2 separate regions of the Arachis hypogaea genome follow, and region 2 is linked to region 1. The links are chromatin contacts, called in public Hi-C maps. All regions are on one chromosome and are shown on one strand. The core of a region is the stretch at or near the end of the contact, and the rest is flanking DNA. Distances in the headings are between cores, read along the strand shown.

Region 1 (7,749 bases), core at 2,058-4,557:
CGTAAATAATAGCATTATATTAAATTCCAATTGATGTAAACTTAATCATTGGACGCTATATGGCACAACAATAACATTCTTATGTATCCAGAAAAATAAGAAAATATTGGCCACAAAGATTATAGCCTGTTTCATATAAAGATCAAACCTCACAATTTTCCTTTTGTAACCATCTATGAATGAGATAAAAAACTGACTCATGAAGACATAGCAGCAAATACGTAATCCAACCATCCAATACCCTATCAAAGCGACCATCCAAATTGTACAAAAGAAGTTACTAACAACCAATGAGGAGGAGCACAGCCATCAATTACAAACACACCAAAAACAACCACATATCATGTACGGTCTATCAAAACAAATTATCCCAAACTTCCTGTGTTAACATCATCTATCAACAACGATGCCAATATTAGAAACTGATGTAAAATACAATAAATAAACCCATAATCACATTTAGTTTGTACAAAACAGCATACCACACAAGTTGCACCTCAAGTGCATCAATCCTTTCCTTATATCCATACAGCATATAATATCTTGTTAGAGTGTCCTAAATGCAATTTTGTCGTCCGGGTTTAAAAATCTAACGGATCAGGCCTGTTATGAAAATTATTTTAACTTTATTACAAACCAATAACAACAATTTCAGCTAATTATTTGGCTGCAGTGACAATAGCAACCCAACCATCCAATACCCTATCAAAGCGACCATCCAAATTGTACAAAACAAGTTACTAACAACCCATGAGGAGGATCACAGCCATCAATTACAAACACACCAAAAACAACCACATATCATGCACGGTCTATCAAAACAAATTATCCCAAACTTCCTGCGTTAACATCATCTATCAACAACGATGGCAATATTGGAAACTGATGTAAAATACAATAAATAAACCCATAATTACATTTAGTTTGCACAAAACAGCATACCACACATGTTGCACCTCAAGTGCATCAACCCTTTTCTTATATCTATACAGCATATAATACCTTGTTAGAGTGTCCTAAATGCAATTTTGTCGTCTGGATTTAAAAATCTAACGGTCCAGGTCTGTTATAAAAATTATTTTAACTTTATTACAAACTAATAACAACAATTTTAGCTAACTCTTTGGCTGCAGTGACAATAGCAACAGCAATAATTAGAAACTGACGACACTGGAAAAAAATTGAAGAATAACCATCCAATATACTATTAAAGTAACCATCCAACAAATATCAACCCATTTTCAACAATGGTCAGCCAGTTTACGTCACGTTGCATGCACATGGTCCACACGGGAAGGGACAAAAAAGATTTAAATTTAACTGCTATATAAACACGATCCCAAATATTTTCGACCTTTTTCGCGCCAAAATTAAATCACCAAGCATATCAAGAACCTAAACTAACTACATACTCCACAGTCTCTGCTATAATAAACAGCAACCACGGCTTTTTCACCATGGGTCATCAGGGATTTAATCAACAAAATATATTTACATTCAAACATGCAACATCGATTACCAATCCAAATATGAACAACAAAAGCCACTTACATTGGATGGTTATGATTCTTCTAGAGATGATGTTCTTTGTGTTTTCGGTGAACTGTTGACGAGCAGGCAGGTGTTTTTTTCCGGGTCGGCTGCTCCGCTGATAGGAGAGGAAGGCGCCCACGCGAGGAGAACTCTGTTGCTGCTCGGTTCGTCCGTGAGGACTCCTTCGTTGTGTTCCTGGTCGGCGGCGTCGTGCCCAGCGGCTCGGTTGCAGAGACGGCGTGATGTTCAGGACCAAGAGAACGCCGTCCTTGATGCCAACAATGAGGATTATTGCGTTGAGAGGTGACCTTCCTCGGTTGCAAAAGAATTTGGGTGTGTGCAAAGATTGGGGGAGGGTTTGGGTTCTGCGCGGTTAGTGTGCAAAGATTGGGAGGGTTTGGGTTTGGGGGGAGGGGGTGGGGGTGGAATGATGAAACAAAAGGGTTGGATAATTTGGGGAAAAAGTGAAAATATAAGAAATGGTGTGGTATGTTAAATTAAACAACCATAATAATATTAGGGTTAATTTCCTCTATTAATATTAATTGGGCCTAATAAATTAACCCATTATATATATTGTATACATATTTTATTGTCTCCTAACGGTGCTCTTATTTTATCTGTATGTGTACACGCATATATTCTTGAAATTTCTTGAGACGTCATCCTATACATGCATGCCCCGTAAATTTGCATTCAATTTAACGTTGCTAATTGTAGTTTTTATTTTATACTGGAATGTTGCTTAGCCTCCATAATAAAGGGAATGTATGAAACTCTTGTCTGATAATTTATTAAAAATATTATTTTTACACTAAAATTAATTATTAAAATAAATTATTATATATTTATATTTAAATATATATATATAATTTAATTTTTTTAATATATATTTTATATTTTAATATATTTTATTTTAATAATTAATTTTAATATACACATAGTGGGATTAAATTCAAAATTCTGATGCAAAATAATAGGTAATTAATACTTATTGTTTACCTACACGGTGGCAGTGATTTCACTGATTTGTATTAGAAAAAGAAGAATGGCTAGCACGATTTACGCGTGCGTGCCAGCAATCCCATTATTGTATTACAGAAATTGCTCTTATTATAAAATAGTAATATGATAGGATTATAGAAAAGGCGGCGACCAAGTGGTTGATTATTCATTTTTAACACACATGATAACCTTGCCTAAATTTAGATACCATGAAATGAATCATGTTGTGTCAAATATCTATCCATATGATATACGTAAAGGGTACCCCACTTGGCTTCATCATGATATAGAACAAGCCCAATTCTATGAATTGTTTTTTCATTACTATTGGAAAAATGGAGTTAGAAAATATAATTTTGAATATTATTTAAGTTATTCACTTATTTGTACTATTTATAAATCTTATGACAACAAAAAACACAAGCCTAAGAATATTTAGTAATAACAAATTTGAGTCTGGTAGGTTTTAGCTAGAATATGCGACAGTTATATAACAGATTCTAAGAGAATATATTAATCCCAGTGATTGTAATTATTTTGTGTTGTTTTAGAGATAGGATATATGCTTTATTAATTTATGAGATTAAAAAAAAAAGATTTGCCGACTCAGCAAAGTACTCGTATTATTTATTAATTAATTCAACGCATGGTTTCAACGACCAACCTCAAATTAAATATTCTTATGAAGACTCAACTGGAGTATTTGCAATATGGGCACGTGCAGTTTGTTCTTCTTATGAAGAAAATGTCAACTTCAACTTTAGGTAGTGGTAATATTTTAAAGTATATATATTGCAAAGTGCATATATAAAATAACTAAATGGGGATTAACAACATGATTATAGTGTGCATGCATAAACCTGAAGTTATTAGTGATGCAACTTCGTTCTTTGTTTTCAAGTGAAAGGAAACATCCAACAATTAACTTGGCCGTCCGCCAACCATCTTTATGAAATTAAAAACCATAATAAATAAATAATTTTTTTTTTATTTCTTAATTAGTCTGCTTCTATGTCATAGAAAAACAAAGGAAACAAATTTTAAGTAGCAGGAGTTAAGTTAGTTAGATGAGTTTGAAAAAGAAGCACATATAAAAATCAATTAGATAATTGGAATTGGATCATACAATTTTTTATTAAGAGACTTGAAAATAATTAAAATTTTAATCCTTAAAAAATATAATAAAAGAAAATGATATAGTTATTCCTATTTTTAATAATATTATTCTATACATAATATTTTGTATTGTATGTTTGCATAAATTTATTAAAAAAAAAAAGATGACATTATTAAATTAAAATAATTGATACTTATGACTTATGATTGCTCTAATAAAATCGAATTATACTTTGTTATTGGACAAATTTAGTAACGGCAAAAACTACCTTTACAAAACAGTAAGTAATAAGGAAGAGAGGTAGCTAGAGTGATTTTTCAAACCTTTCAAAACTTGATTCTAAACTATATCTTTTAAACTAGTTTGCAGGTATTCAATATCCATGCCAAAAAGTGATGAAGATAAACAATCATCAACAAAAACAAAATAATAGAGAGAGATATATAAGAAATTCATAACAATACAATAACAGTTAAAGACTTGCAATTAGTACACATATATCATATATGGACTTAATGAAAGTTATAAGTAGTTGAAATTATATCATCATTAAGTTTCTACATTAAGTAAATAATTAACAAAATAATAAACATCTCATGTCATAAAACCACTTTTCTCAAAAGCTTAAGCTGATTTTGGAATTCACCAAGGATCGAACTCTTGACCTTTTGTATCTAGAATTCTAATACTATATCATAAAACCACTCATCCCAAAAGCGTAACTTGACAGGACAATATAACACTAATGGTCATATCTCTAATACTTCCTAAACTTCCATTGTACACATTATATGGTTAGGCTATTGGCTCCCAATACTTATTCTATTTAATTTACCATACGGCACTACAACTACTCCTTTGATCTGATAAAAGGCCTTGTAAAACATATTGAGGGAAATTTTGGAAGAAATTTAAACAAAACATGTTGTATATGCAAAAGACAAAATTGGGTGATGGGTCCGCATGATTCTGATCAATAAACAAAGCATATATAATCATGTTTATATTATAAATCAAATCTCCTGATCTTCAATTCCCTTCATCATACACAAGAATTGAATACAAGATACAAGGAAGAAAATAATATAAATAAATATAATCTAGGTACTATTATTAATGAACAAGCAGTAACAAATGAGAAATAAAATAATCTGAAAGAGATACATGCATGAACTTTATTTTTGAAGTTGGTAGCTAGCTATGGAATTGGGTTGTTGATCTTCTCGTTCTTGAGGATATCAAGAAGGACCCTACTGTTGCAGTTGGGGCACTTAGGGTTGGGATCAGCACCTGAAAGAAGAACATACATCAAGCACCCAAGACAACCTACCAGCACCATTGGCTTTGCTTCTTCTGATGAAGAAGACACGCACGACATCTCTGATGACGCATTCGAAGATTCCAATGATGATGATTCATCCGTTGTTGTTGTTGATGATGATGCTGGGAAACACATCAGCTTCAGATTCAGTTCCAACTCTGCACCACTCTTTGCTGTGTCCCCTTTCATCTGCTTAAGAAAATTAAACATGAGTAATCAATCATCCAAAGAAAAGAAAGATAGATTGATTGATTGATTGAGATGTTTACCTGCTTGCGGAAAGACAATATGAATAGAAGAAGGTTTTGTGTGAGTGATTCTGATTCATACGGTGATTGTTATATAGTTGAATTGAATAATGGGGGCATAGAAATATGGAAACAAGATTTAATGGAAGGTAAATGTCAAGAACATTATACCACGCGCAATGCAATGTATTCAGTAGATACGATGATAGTTTATGGTGTGCCAGCTACCCCTTTCATTAATTGCTAAACATGCTTCTTTTTATCCCATTTTGACACGCTATTATTCATCTAATTATAAGCTTCAAACTTCAAACAGTTACTTTTATAATATTTCTTAGTTCTAATCTAGTAAAATTTGAAAGATCTAGAAGTCTCTTCTTTGTTTACAATGGGATAACGTGACAACATATTAGTATTTAATGCATTTAAATTTGAACAAGTTAATGATAAAAACTAAATTAAAAACTTTTTAAATTTTGTTAGATCAAAATTAACAGAAAAAATTTATAACGTCATTTTAATTTATTTCTTATAACCCTTTCTACTACTATAAGTACTTATTTAATATCTTTTGTTTTGATAAAATCTATCTCTCCATATATATATATATATATATATATATATATATATATATAATCCCGTTACGTTACCAACAGTATTTCTGCCAACTTCTACTAACTCATATATAGCTGTGTTTAATGAAAATGTCTTTGTGGATGTATCTAATAAAAATGTCTTTTTTATGGCTGTATTTAATAAAAGTATCTTTATCAATATATTTTCTGTATGTATCTCTTTATATATGTATTTAAAATATAATAACTAACTATTATTAATAATAAGTTAGCAGATAATATATTAGTACCCTATATTTTTCATATATATATATATATATATATATACTTTTCTTAAAATATCATTTTGTGAAAAAGTAAGTAAATAAATAAAGCAAAATTCATCTGATATTCTATTAATACCAATATATTTTTTCCACAATGCCGATAGTCTTTTATACATCATCACGGATCTTAATTAATTAAAGCATTGTACATGTTAAGTGGAGAGAATAGACCAAAAGTCTCCTTAGTATTTATGGAATGATGATAATATATAGTGAACGATGATACAAAAACATGGCCGGGGGATATACATCTGGAATCAGGAATAATCAAAGCATTAATATAATAGATATTTTGTTTTGAGGCCAATATCATCCATAAATTGCGAAATTTGACCATTCTTCAGTTAGAGAGTTTGACAAGATACGAATTGTCATCATAAATAATTAAAATTTGCACCTACATTTGGTTGAGTTATAATCATACATATATACAAAAAGTCTTAGGTGTCTTTGTTGAGTTTCTCGTATTAATTTTCCTTTATATTTTTAGTTAGTCCACAATTTGTGCTCATATTGCGTGCTGTTTCTAAGTTCCAATTACTAATATTGATCATAGAGTAGTCATATGTTAATTGGGAAATTGATCCTCTCTAGTGAAAAAAATACTTGAGAAAATAAAATATAATTTTTTATCTTTAATTCTTTAAATAGGACTAAAATTAAATAGGAGAGAAAACAATAAAAAATTAGATTAAACACTAGACAGTATTCAATTTTTTTTTTCACTAAAAATGATCCACTCCCTCCAACATATATAAACTTGTTTTACCTTTTATGTGTTGAAATTAACTTCCAACTTGATAAATAAAGTACGCAGATAGTACAAAAACAAAAGAAAAGAAAAATTAATGAAATCAACAGAATATTTTGCACACATTGAAAATAGTATATATGACCAATGTCAGTCATGATAATTTTATAAATAACAACTAACAACTAATTAATCCTCTTATCTTTGTATGTGCACTTAGAGATAAAAGATGATCTAGAGAAGTTAAACATGAGAAGTGTCAGCAGCAACAAATTTTGTGATTTGTAATTATCAATTAGTTATTATTGATATTTTTAATGGTGTGAAATTTCATCTAATAATAATATAGAATTACTCACTTTTCTTTTGTTGATTAACTACCGACCAGATTTTAATAAAAATGTTCGCCCGCTAGACTTTCTCATTAAACATTCCAGTTAGACAATAATTATTGTTAGCTAGCTAGGTGTTTTAAAAAGATTTAATTATAATTAGCTCTTTGTAAGTTTCGATATATATTTTGAATATTTGAATAAAAATAGTACGGAGAGAACCCTAATCCAAATAAGTGGTTTATTGAATGAAGATTGAAGAGTATCAATAGATTGAGGATGTTAATTATTTGCAGCTAAAGTTAGTTCAAATTAAACTTGGGTTACCAACTCAGTAAATACCTTACAACTCAATTCATTGAATTGCTAATTAATTAAAATGGAGTAGATTGGCATGATCAAAAACTCATCAACCGCAACTACTGCTTTTGAAGCTAGTGATCATTCAAGAAAGCAGATTGTTAGTTTCTGAATTATATAGGCTCTAAAACTGGTGGCCATGCTGTAGATGAATGCAAATATATAATGTTGATGTACCAAA
Region 2 (7,749 bases), core at 3,775-6,274, 37 kb before region 1:
TCTTGTGCAGCTTCTTGTGAGACAACAGATTCTGTCCTTGATTCCAAGCCTCAACTTCGAGATTAGTTTAATTATGTTGTAAACTATTAAGGAAATTTGGGATTGTGGAGCCTAGATAGTAGATATGTATTGACTCTTGGGCTTTTGGTTTTTTCTTTTTTGTGTTTTTACCTGGTCTTTTGAGTTTGACTTGCAGCTACAATTTATTTATTTATTTTTAGTATGCTCAGAGAAGCAAATAAATAATATATTTCACCCTTTCGAATGTATGAATAAGGGGGCAGGCGGGCAGCATTTATTTTATTGTTATTTTTTCCTAGATATTATTTTTGGTATCTGTGGAATAAATCAGAGTAGTATTTCTTTCTTTTAATTTTCGCTATGTGGGCCTAATATGGCTTATACAAGGAATGCTCATATTTTCGTACCCATAAAAATTCGCTATAAAAAAAAACAATGCTAAAGGCTGAGTAGTAAATAAACTTATGAAAGTACATACCATCTCATTCTCATACATATGTTGTTTCGGAAGACAAGAATATCTGGAATTGGGTACTTTGGATTGCTTATAGAAGTAGAAAAGGCTAAAGAAAGTTCCAAGAAGCTAAGGTGCATGCATGTGTTGGTCCCCCCAAATATATATATATCCATGTTGGTGTAAGTATGTAACATTCCTGACTCAAGAGGCTGTTAACATGTGCAAATCAATGCAAAAAGCGGTCGTGTGATAATAACATTCAATTTGGCTTTGTGACTTTGTCCTTTTCGAGTTTTTGGAACTGACCTTTTTAATAAGCATCTGCTAATCATTCGTAATTTTGGACTTCTACTTTCAATCTCGGGTGAAATTTAATTAGGTGTAATCAATAAAGCTATCAAAAGTTAAATAAATAAATCAATAGAAGACTATCCCGATAATTTCACAAAAACGCACGGGCCGAACGGGGCTTGGTTTATAAATAGGACCTAATATTTCTATTTGAGCTGAATAATTCTCAATAGATCCAACCCACTCTTTTGGGTCTTCAAAATGCGAGCCCAATATAGACATACGCCTATTTCGAAGGACTCAATCCCCTGTCCAAAACAAAAAAGAATTGAGTCATGCTCTCCCTATTGAATTTGGGATAACAAATGAGAACTTTTCATGAAAAAAAAAAAGTTGAGAACTTTTCAATCGGACCAGAACCAATCATAGTTTAACCTTGCTTTCGTACCTGTTCAGAGAGGATACCTGAAATCTAGATAGTATGGGCTTAAAGGTGAGATTCAAACTCCTTTTATGAGTGAAGGCTCTAACTTGTTCACTAGAGGGGTGAAGCTATTTGAGATCCTCAAGTGGATGATAGTGGGATACTTGAAGGAATTTTAATACTTAAATTAGCAAGAATTTTAAATAAATTTAAGTGAATCAAACTTAAGAAATATTTAAATTTAGTGGAGTATTTACCGAAAGAAGTGATGACTTAGTTATCAGTTATCACTCCTAAATTTTTTCACTAGCAATAGTCGGTCATTTTTTCTTTAATATTAAAAAAATTATCCCACGGTAAGATAGTGGTTGAGTTGTTTGATGGTATCTAAAATAGTGGATGGTAAGATCTTTCTTGCCATGCAAGTCGGGTCAGGTGCAGGGTCCTGGCACCCTTGCCCCAAGTAAGTCGGATATCTTAAACCATACAGTTTTTGGACTAGATTTCTTTGAATCTGGACAACTTTAAAGCCCACTAAGGATGGACCAACCCTTTTGGACTATGATCTGGTTACTGGATCATCATACAAACAATACTTTTTTTTTCTTCTAATTTTTTTAAAAAAGCATTCTCCTTGGTATCACAGCTTCCAATTCAGCTATGCTTTGGTACTTATTGATACCAACTGATTGATGAGGAAGCAGGTACAGTGACCATGGAGGTTTGGTGAAGAAGTAATTGAAGAAGTAGCTAGAAGCCTAGAACACTTATTGAGGAGTTTATTGCGAGGCTAGGTTATTTCTTGTAGTGATCTGTTCTCTAGATTGGGTTGTAGTCCAGCCCAAAACTGTGACAAAAAAAAAATGGCATTCTCAACTGGAACTATTGAACTAAGTCTTTCAACAGAAAATTTGTTCATAGACAAGGCTTGAATTAAACACTTTATTTAATGAAAATTAATTACGTTTCATTTGAGCTAATCATGTTGGTGCTTCAGTATTTTATATTTTTTACTTGGAACAGATTAAAATAAATAAAAATCCCCTTGTTATTTAATTAGGAGTATATTTCCAGTTCTCTTATTGTAATTTTTTTTTCTTCTTGAAAATTTGAATGGTGAACCAAGCAACCAGGCCAGACTGCATTCTCTACCTCGTTATCAGTAAGTGGTTAGAAGAGTTTGATTAAACTGTCCAAAAAAAAAAAAAATCCGAAGGGAAGAGAAGAGTTTTAAGTCATGGTAGACTACTTTATGATTATTTCAGATCCTGTATGCAAAAGGGTTTGATGGCGGCTGATTATTCAAGCTCTTTGTTGGTCATACTTTGACAAAACAATACTGTTGCTACTAATTATATAATCCCAAGTCAAAGTGATAACATACATGATACATTGAATATTGAGACCTTCGAATTAATCCACGTGAAACTTTCGCATAAAGAATCTTCTTGCACATTATGATTGCTTAATAATACGCGTGGCTGTGGATATATATGCCAAGCTGCCCCCACCATTCTACTTTCTCCTCGTTAGAGTAACACAATTGCGTTATGAAAATTAGTTTTAGATATATTATAAATTTATAATGCTAATTTCATTTTTAACAAAGTTAATATGTTGATAGGCACGAACAAGTTAATGCTCGACCAAATAATACTTGTTTCTAAACCAACAGAATTTGATATATAATTTTGTAAGGGAAAAAATGGAAAAATAAATGAAGGAATCTCGATTGGAAAACAGTGAAGAAACCTTTATATGCAAGCCCACAGTTTTCAGGTCGCAACTAGTTTTATAGGGGTGGTATGGACTGTATCCACTGCACACTACACACTCGGATTTTAAGTGCTAAAAGACAATCTTGCATGTCACATCATCTTCCACACACACTCCTATTCCCTTAGCTTTATCTATTATATGCTGTTTATAGCATTATTTTGCGTATATAATCAACTTTATCCCTAAATTGTCAATTAGTGCTTCTTTGATTGTCTAAATTCGCCGCATCTCTAGTCTCCTAATCCTTTGATATCTCTTCGTCACGAAGAAAACAATTGAATAATAGTAATCATGAACGCCTTTCAGATTCCAGTTAATTTGTCAATATAATAATTTACAGGGAGACATCATTTTACGAAACAAATAAAACAATCAATGGAATATATTTTTTATTTATATATAAATAAATAAATAACAATGTTCATTTTGTTTGAATTATGAACAAGGCATTTCCAAGCCGAACAAGACGCCGGCGTGCTTCTGGGGCCCATCATTGACGAAATAAATATCACGCATCCTCTGAAACGCGTGCCACGTCAGCAAGCTATCAGAGCCGGCCTGGTGGCACTTACCGACGGCCCGATCCACATTCAAGGTTCGGGCGACCCGATCCAAACCGCCATAGAGGGCCTTACAGTACCTCATCATGTGTTTCACATCGTAAACGTTATCACCGAAGAAAACCCTCAGAACCCGCAAGAACTCTTCCAACCCGTTTGGTAACGCCCTTCGGGTCAAGATCTTAACCAAGTACCCGAAATCGTAAGCGCTGTGGAACGTTACCCAGCTCACGGCGTCGTTGCACACCATCCCCGACGACATCATCAGCTCCGCGAACCGCCTTGACTCCACACCGTCTTCGGCGTTGCGCCGGAAATCGATGCCCTGGCAGCGGAGCAGCTCGATCGAGTCAGGGGCGTGTGCGTCACGCGCCAGATCAAAGTCGCTGAAGTTGAACTCCCAGATATAGCGGTTACCGGTGCCGAGATCCGGTAGGTTGCCGTTCTCGTCGGATAGAGTGAGTCCAACTTGGATGAGGTTGAGTGCGTCGACGTTGGACTTGAGGAGGAGGTAGTGATCGGAGGGGCTGAGGCGTCGCCCGAGGTAAGGGTTGGACGGATCTGTAGGCTGCGGACGGAAGATTACTCCGGGGAACTCCGTGTCCATGGAAATGAAGGGGTAGTTATCGATGACTTCTCTGATGAGTTCAAATTCGGATTCCAAATTGGAGGCCCACACCTCACGGATGACGATGGGCTTGGGTTTCGTTTCATCTTCAATGGCCACACCCATGCTTTCTAATCAGAAGGTTGCGTTTTCCTTTTTTTCTTTATCTTTATTTTTGGTTGGGGCTGAAAAATTGGAAGTTGTCAATGTGTTATGGTTGTGGTTTAGGGTGAGGGGGTGAGAGGTGTGGTTTTATATGAGAAAAGTGGGATAGAGGAGCGAGGATGTTGCTTGGAAAGTGAGGAAACGTCAAACACTCAAACGTGATGCGTGAGAGTGGTGATGTGAGAGAGAGAGTGGTTATTGGTTAGTGTCATGTGAGTGTGTGTGGGTGTGTATTTGTGCGTGAATCGGTGCGTGGAGTGGGGTTGTTTCTTTCTTCTTTTTAGTGGTGGGTGTTAATGTTTTATACAAAACAAAAGCAAGTGTATTATTATCCTAATTTTTATTTTTATGTAACTTAAGTATGAGGAGTGTCAAGTTGTCTACGTTCAACGCGTCCAGAAGAAGGAGAAGGAGAAAGAGAATTAGAGAAACTTTGACCGCCAAGGGTGTAAACTAATCTAATACGGATGCTGAGTCAGTCAATGAATTGTTGCTCAGACTTGGTCTATATTTGGGTCCTCATCTTCCTTTTATAACAAAAAAGAAAAAAGAAACATATTGTGCTACTGTTGTTGTGTTTTCATTATTTTGGTCAACACTTACGCATTCAGTGTAAGTTGACCAGAAACTTTAATGACTTGCGCCTTCCTTCTATTTATTTTCCAACAAATTAAGCAATTTTGTTATTTGTTACTAATATTCATTATTCAACATGTACCTACTGCCTATCAATATCATATCAGTTTCGCTGTTGTCTATTCTAACATGTAATTAGGAATATATATGGTTTAGTTAATTCAAAAATTTAATTTATTTTTTGGTTAATTAAAAATTTAATTTTAATTAATTAATTAAATTAATTTTATATGATAAAATTACTTATTAATTGGTTATAAAATTTAAAAATTAACTTTTAACTAGTTATAAAAATAAAAACCAATTTTAAAAAATAACTGATTTTTGAATAGAAAAATTAGTTTTTGGAAAAACAAAATCAGTTTTTGGACAAAAAATCAATTTTTGGACTAAAAAATTGGTTTTCTAAAAAAAACCATTTTTTAAAAATTGAATTTTTAATCTTAAAATTGAAATTAAAATCTTTTAAAATTTTATTTTAGTTTTGGTTAACTGATTAAAAATCAATTTTTTTAAATTTGGTTTTGATTAATCAATTTTTAAAAATGTAGAATATAATTTTTAAAATTGTTTTGTTAAATTAGTTAAATAAAATATGGTTATAATTTTTTAATCGGTTAATTACATTTTGGTATTTTAATGTACACCCCTACCTATAATTTAACATAAATATAAATGCCTACTTTTTACTTTTAAAGGAATTTAATTTTTCTAATGTCAAAAAAATTATTCAAACATTCAATCATATATTACTATATTATAAAGAAATATTTGTCAATGAATTACTTAAATAATTATCTAAATAAACAATTTTGATTAGATAAAATTAGTACATCAATTGATTTTACAAATAGGTGTATTTTTCATTTTTTAGATTTATAAAATAAAATATGGAATAAATTTTTCAATAAACATAAAAAATTAAAAAATATACTTATGTTTTTTTTTTTTTTCAAAAGTAGATTATTGTATTTTTTTAAAATAAAAGAAAAATTAGTCTCAATTAAGGCAATAGTATTCAAAATAAGAATTGGGTTCTCCCACTTGCAACTGCAATAAATAATTAGAATAAATTGAAAAAGGAGAAAGTGGATTTCATGGAATGAAAGAGAAAATAGATTTTAAATGTGGAATTGCTTATTAATGTTTGGATATTTTTAGTGATTTTTATATGTTTTTTTAATAGTTTTTTTTAGGTTTAAATCAAAATTCTTATGTTTTTAGTGAAGTTTTTATGACTAGTCATGTATTTGGAATTGTTTTAGAATGATTGTATTTTTAAGAATTTCAAGTCCAGCGTAAGTCAATCAAGTTCAGCGCCCAACTTCAAGCATCCAAGTCCAACGTCAGGAACTGACGCCCAAACCTCCAAGCCCAGCACCTTCGATGGTGCTCAAGGGCTAGCTCCCTACTTCCATTATTCAAACCCGGCATCCAACGAATGAAGGCCACAACATGGGCGCCCAGCGCCAACTCCCGGAACCCAGCTTCAAGTGATTTTTCACATTCAGTGGCCCACAAATGCATTCAAGTTAGGCGCCAATCATCCAAGTCCAGCGCCAAGTCTAATATCTTTTCTCGGGAAGCTCCAATTCAACTCAAAGATTCAAGATTTGAATGATTAGTTAGCATTAACTTCTTCTTTCGCTTGTTAAAATTTAGTTTTAGATTATATTTGAATTATTTTTTTATCTGTCTTATTCTTAAAAAGATAAGATTAGATTTAGTTTTTGAATTTGAATTCTAGGTTAGAAGTAAAATATAAATAAGTGAATGTATAGTTCACAAAGAAGACATCGAAGGATAACTATATCCATCCAGCTTCTCATTAATTTTAAGGTTGTTTTCTTTATCATGAGCAATTAAACCTCTCTTGTTAAGTAGTAGGAGCACTATTAATTTTATAGATTGGTAATGTAAGTATTTTTTTTTTTTTATTAATGCAGTAACACTTTTTCTAAAATTGAGTCTCGTTCTTCATCTTTAATGATTAGAAGTATTGTAAAATATTTAAATTTTGTTTTGGATTCTGTTATTACTTTAAAAAATTTAATATTGGAATTAACTTGAAACTCTTTCTCATAATTTTCAACTTGGCTAGGAATATTATTTTGAAAATTGTGCGGATTTAAATTGAAATCGTGCTTAATCTTTTTTTTCTTAATTAATTGACTAAGGAATTGGATATTAAATAAGTTAAAGAGAAATTAAATTATCAAGTAATTGAAATTTTGTTATATATGATTTGCCATGAAAGTGTTTTTGTACGAGTCAAAATAAGAAAACATAAGTATTACTTTTTTTAAAAGTTAAACATCTCCAAAATCTTTAATATCTCATTAATTAATTACTTCCTTAAATTCATAAGCATTCTATCATTCAGAATCAAACACTCTCCTTCATTGTTCCTTATTATTTCAAGATTCTACTTCAAGATTTACATCTTGTTAAGATTTGATTGATCTAATTAGAATGTTTAATTATAAGTTGCTTGATTCAATCTTTTAATCTTTCATGGAAATAATATCTACTCATCGTGGTATTACTTGGAGCGATTTGATGCACAATATTCGAGTGTATCAAATTTTTTAGCTCATCACTCAGTCTATGACACTCTACCATGCGCCCTATTGACCATCTCCTGCCACCAAGCTTCAAAATTTGAAAACTCATTTTGTACAATCGAGTTATCAATGGGGGCATATCTCTAGATTTCAGGAGCTGGGACACACCACCTCAAATAATGCATGACCGATTCATTCTCTTCTCTACAGCGAGGACAAAGCGCATGGGTTGATGGAAACTAATG

The links. A called contact is a pair of places that touch in the nucleus more often than the background predicts.
Region 2: a Hi-C map of an unstated tissue shows a contact between it and region 1, with 6 times the contacts expected there. The contact joins the promoter of LOC112770676 here to the enhancer-like site in region 1. A contact is called at or near these places in 2 of 8 Hi-C or Micro-C datasets (leaf and an unstated tissue).

Annotation. Positions count from the first base shown.
Region 1 is chr18:6,639,264-6,647,012 of arahy.Tifrunner.gnm2.J5K5, reverse strand. No RefSeq gene overlaps it. Among protein-coding and RNA genes, the nearest start is that of LOC112769476, 4.2 kb to the left of the region's middle. Within about 2 kb of position 3,307, at least 2 of the 3 cell types and tissues checked have open chromatin away from gene starts, as enhancers often do.
Region 2 is chr18:6,677,648-6,685,396 of arahy.Tifrunner.gnm2.J5K5, reverse strand. LOC112770676 (probable CCR4-associated factor 1 homolog 9) reads right to left here and starts at 5,024. Exons shown (of 1, transcript XM_025815017.3): 1 at 3,323-5,024. The coding sequence starts at 4,265. The coding sequence ends at 3,408.